Regions from separate parts of the Mus musculus genome. Here region 1 is linked to region 2. The links are chromatin contacts, called in public promoter capture Hi-C maps. All regions are on one chromosome and are shown on one strand. The core of a region is the stretch at or near the end of the contact, and the rest is flanking DNA. Distances in the headings are between cores, read along the strand shown.

Region 1 (2,700 bases), core at 123-2,622, 2.2 Mb after region 2:
TACCACAGACCCCAGAAAGCATGTGATGTGAATTTATGAACAAACACTTTCTCTGTGTTGGGAGAACGCATTTGCTCCAGACCTCTTAACAGGTGGATCTCAGAGGTCGGGGAGGTCCTTCAAGGGTGCACAGTTACAGTTAGAGGTTCTGCGGTACAATAATGCACTGTATATACTATGAGGAAATGGTAAACGGGTAAGCTGAGGTAAACATGGTCATTTCCCTGAGTTTACAACTGCTTGATAAATATACAAATCCTGCTGGCTGGAGGCCTTTAGATGGCTTAATGGGTAAAGGTGCCAGCTGTCAAACCTGACAAACTGTTCCATTTCTATCACCATGCAGTGGAAAGAAAGAGCCAACTCCCACAAGTTGTCCTCTCTCACCACCACCACCATACACACACACACACACACACACACACACACACACACACACACAATTTAAGTATTTTTTAAGAAAAGAAATCAAATACTAGATGTCTCTGTGTTTAAGAGCACTTGCTGAGCAGCCATGACGCTGAGATAACCGAGAGCTGTGCAGATGCTTGTAACTTCAGCCTCACCTTAACTTCAGCTCTGTCTCTAACTCCAGCTCCAAGGGGTCCAAAGCACTCTCCTTTGCACACATGCCTGCACGCCTCCACACACCCACACCTCTCCAAACAGCGGTGTATTCACACAGATACGTGTTCATCTAAGTAAAATAAATCTTAAAAAATAAAATAAACCAGTCAGAAGGAAGTACTAGGCACCCGACAGTGCCACTAATCAACTTGCCTTAGATAGCAGGATAAAGACATATGCAACCGGGCCTAGTGGCACATACATAAAAGCCAGCATTTGGGAGGAGAATCAGAGCTTCAGACCAGACAAGGCTGAAGAACAGAGATATCGTGTATGCACGGGTCTCTCTCTCTCTCTCTCTCTCTCTCTCTCTCTCTCTCTCTCTCTCTCTCCTTTTTGCTTTTTTGTCCTTGTACTATTATTGGATCTCTCTTGGTGGACTAGAAGCTCCTTGACAACAAGAACTAAGCTTTCTCTTGCTCATGTGTGTCACCTGTAGTATTTACGCTCCTGTTTTGTTTTGGACCGGGTCTCATGCAGCCCAGGCTGACGTCAAAGTTGCTATGCACCCAAGGATGAATGGAATACCTAGTCTTCCTCCCAAGTGCTGGTAACATAGACATGTGAGACATGTGTCACCATTCTCAAATTCCCAGGCTCTTAAAGAAGAACCTGGGAATACCACGGAAAGACAATCTAAGCATCACCTGTCAATAAAAACGCCGATGGCCAATGAGCTGAGGCAGGAAGTCGGAGGCGGGACACTGGCAGGAAGAGAAAGGATTCTGGGATATAGTGAGAGGATAAAAGGAGAGGGACAGACAGGAGATGGACCAAGAAGACAGACTGAAGAGACAGATGTAAACCAGCAGGGAGATTCTGAGAAGTGAAAGAAGAAGCGGGCCGGAACTGAAGGAGAGGTAACTAACCACATGGTAGACGTAGACTAAATTCAATGGGTTAAGTAAGTTGTGAGCTTGTCAAGGAATGAGCCAAAGCTTATGGCCTAGGCATTTAATAATACATATGTAGCCTCAGAGTCCTCATTCTGGGAACCAGGCCTGGGGAAGAAGAAAGCGATTAAAATTATTTCTACACACCCTACTTCTAAAATCTATAATTCTCAGAGCAAAGACCTAGTCCCGTGGCCAAGGGTAAGAGTTTCCAAGATAGCACTAAAGAGAACCCAAATTCTGATTCTTAAAGTAAGTAACACAGTAATATGATTTTATCGGCATAAGGAATTAGGAACAAAACATGTGAATCAATTAAGTATTGGCATTAATAAAGAAAAATTGGCAGGGCAGCGCTGGTGTATGCCTTTAATCCCAGCAGTTAGAGAGGCAGGCTTTCTCTGTGTTTGAGCTAGCCTGATCGACAGTGAGTTCTAGGACAGCCAGGGCTACACAGAGAAACCCTGTCTGTCCTAGAAAAACAGAAGAAAAAAAAATGTCTGTTGCAAGGGTGCTAAGAACATTGTCTATTCTGCAGAGAAGAGTGACCTCCGCCACCTCCAAACAGTACTTCAGAACTCAGGGCACGGTCTGGAATTCCTGCCAGTCTCAAAGAGGACGTTTGTTATTAGTGCAGAAGACATTTGTGCTTTTCCCAGGGAGTCAGGACTTTGTGAACTCCTGTCCTATGCCCAGGACTCCCTCCTTAGGAACCCCGAGTCTCCAAGGTTGGCTTCACTTAGGACCCAGCCAAGCAGTATCAGGGACAGCAAGGCCTGAAAGTCAGTGCCCTTGAGGACAGACTCCTGGGGAGTGGCTCTGGGAGGCCAGTGGAATGCCATCCTCCTGCAGGACACCCTTTTAGGAACTCCTCTCCTGCAAGCTTGCTAGGAAGGGTTAAAAGTTCGCAACTATGACCCTCACCCGCTATAACACTTGGATATGAGACTTTTTTTTTTAAAAACTTCTGTTACTCATAAAATCATTGTTGGGAATCTGTGTTGATCACTCTCTTGAGTATTAGCTTTATTACCACTTTATTTTCCTCTTCCACTTTAACCCTTTATTACCATTCCCATCCCCGGTGGAACATGGGAGTGAGTGGACTCAGTAGACCACGAGGATTTTTGCTCCAACGCTGTGGACTGCTGTCTAGATAGTTGGGAAACCACAGCTTAGA
Region 2 (2,700 bases), core at 6-2,505:
CTGCTGGGAGGATGATACAAGGATATCCAGGAGATATAAGAAAAGAGCAAAGAGGAATAGAGAGGCAAGTATTTGGAAAGTGTCTAAAAAACACACAGAGAACTCAGAATTTAAAAAAAAAATGGGTGGGAGAACAGAAGGAAAAATATGGGTTTAAATCCTCAAATTAGCAATAAATAATCAGACATAGCCAATCTTCACAAATACTGGAAAGTGACAGGGATGGTCACACATGGCAGAGTATTCACTATCTAAACAGAGAAAATTACTGTAGATAAGAAATATCACGTGGGAAGAGGGTCATAGAGCAGAAAGACCTTCCAGTCCTATACAGGTACTATGTACTCATAACCATTTTTCCAGGACAAGCGGGAGAGCTACAACAACTCAGTGGGAAAACAGGCAGACTTTTAGTGGAGCTGGAAACTTCAGTGCATCTTTCTCTGGATTAGATAAAGTCAGTAGGTGAGCAGTCATCAAAGATGCAAAAGGACCAAACTAGGCTCAATAAGACAAATCAGAGAACTGATATGTACACAGGTCAAGAGGAGAACACACTTTCAAAACAAAACAAAACAAAACTGGATAGGTAGTGTAACCAACATCTGGGACATCCTATTTCTTACTCCAACATAACGTGTTTATGAGGATAAATTATTACGTCATCAAATCTACCTTGACATACTTAAAAGACTTTAAAATCAGAGACAGTAAGTTTTCTGGCCATAAAATCACTCTGGGAATCTTTCATCGACAGATATCAAGAAAATCTACAACTGTTTGTAACCTGTAAGACCTTATCTCTGGGTTAGTGGGCTGTCAGCAACAGCCTTCGGCTACATCCTCGAGTTCCTGATGGCAATATACAGTTTCAGGATGCAGCCAGGCAGTGTTGCCTCTTCCTACCTGCTGAAGGGATAGGTGGGGCTGCTTGGGGTCCAAATGGAACAAGCAACCCACGAAAGGAAGGCGCATTGGCCCTGGCGGGTAGTTCTTGGGGCGACGGTTTTTGAGGAAATCAGCCAGGAACAGAAAGGTGACAGCAGACAGCAGCAAAATCCGGAGATGGAGCGCAGCCCAAATGGCAGCCACTAGGGAGCCGGCTGCCGCAAGCATGGCTGATATCAGAGCAGGCTCTTGGAGGAATGAGAATCTGAACTGAGGCAGTTCCCCAAGGACACTGCCTGTAGTTCCCAGAATGAACCAGGCCTGTGGTTTAAACCCCCAAATCGCTACAGGGCCCCTCCAATCTGTCGCCTGCAGACTCCTCCTCCCTGCTCTATTCACTTCAGCAACTTTGGCCCGCCTTGTTTATCTGCTTCCCTAAGTCTTAACAGAGCTTTGTCTCCAGAGCTCTTTCACTTTTACCCAGTCTTCCTAAGGACCCAAACATCCCCTTGGCCCCGCCTCAAGACTCTCCGTCACGCCCCTCTCCAAGTTCCAAGTCTTAGCCTTTGGAGACTATTCCTTTGGGGGTGGGGAAGCCACTTGAGCATGTATGGACTAGCTAAGAACCTTGCTCATAAACAAAGTATTTCTCTGGTTCTAGGCTTGTGATTTGCATGCAACCCAGAGAGTATCATGTGCATCTGATCTCCCGTTTTATAAACAACCTTTCACCACTGATTGCAATTTTCTGAAACAGGAACAGTATCAGCCCATGTTTCTGGGCTGCACGCCAGGGAGCGCTCTGGCCTCTTTATAAGAGCTCACCAGCTTTGAGTGCTATTCACAGTGAATTAAGTGAATCCACAGATTCTTCACAGAAAGAACACCCTGGTCTTGATTCTCCCCTACCCCCTTTTGTAGTGTTAGAGAACTGAACACCGCAGCCCTTGACCATGCTAAGAAGCCTTTCCATCATCACTTTGCACTCTCCCTCCCTCCCTATTAACTTTTAGGGTTAGTATATAATTTAGTGAATTTGATTAACGGGCACTTTCATGTCCATGTTTTTTCACAAATATTTATGCATATATTTGGCACTTTCCACTCATTCCCTACACTACTGTTGTAGGTCCTGCTCTTCCCCAGATTATCCCCTTCTGCATTTTGGCAGTGTACCTTCCTAAAGATTTGCTCCTTTCCTTCCATGGTTCCATTTCTAGTCCCAGACCCTGACCCCATTTACTCAAACACAGTTTAATCTAGGCTAGTACCGCAGAAAACAAGCTGTCTTCGCCTTTCTGCATCTGGTTTGTTTCATTTTCCATAAAGATCTCCAGCTTGTTCTCTCTCGGCTCTTCCATGAGAATCTCCAAGCACATTTGGTCTCCAGCATGGAACTTTCCACCCTGTGCCACATATAGGAGACCCTTAAGCCACATATCAGGCTAGACATGCATAGGCACTAAACATATAGATATACAGTCTGCTTACAAACTTTTTATTGATTAAAAAAGATAAATTGAAGTTTCTAACTCTCCAAGATCTTAAGAGGGAGACAGAGGAATAAGAAGAGAAACTTAACAAAGCTTAGCTTGTTTGTATTCTTTCAATCCTCTTTTGATTTTTTTCTTTTGTTGAAAACAGATTATTTTCTCATACACTATGCCCAGATGATAATTTCTCCTTCCTCTCTTCTTCTCAGTTTCTCCCAACAGGCCCTTCCCTGTGAATCTACTCTTTGTCTCTCAGGAAAGAACAGGTTTCTAAGAGATAACAAAACAAGACAAAACCTACGGTATCAAAGTTGAACAC

What was found. Promoter capture Hi-C pulls out the DNA fragments that hold promoters and counts their contacts.
Region 1: a contact with region 2 is called in a promoter capture Hi-C map of liver, with 2.3 times the contacts expected there. The contact joins the promoter of Kank4os here to the promoter of Cyp2j9 in region 2. A contact is called at or near these places in 1 of 39 promoter capture datasets (liver) and 1 of 115 datasets of contacts at active chromatin or transcription factors (astrocytes).

What each region holds. Positions count from the first base shown.
Region 1 is chr4:98,792,396-98,795,095 of GRCm38.p6, forward strand. It overlaps Kank4os (KN motif and ankyrin repeat domains 4, opposite strand), which reads left to right and starts at 1,373. Exons shown (of 3, transcript NR_040437.1): 1 at 1,373-1,487. All of the region lies in intron 1 of Kank4 (KN motif and ankyrin repeat domains 4), which reads right to left.
Region 2 is chr4:96,590,230-96,592,929 of GRCm38.p6, forward strand. It overlaps Cyp2j9 (cytochrome P450, family 2, subfamily j, polypeptide 9), which reads right to left and starts at 1,256. Exons shown (of 9, transcript NM_028979.2): 1 at 907-1,256. The coding sequence starts at 1,116.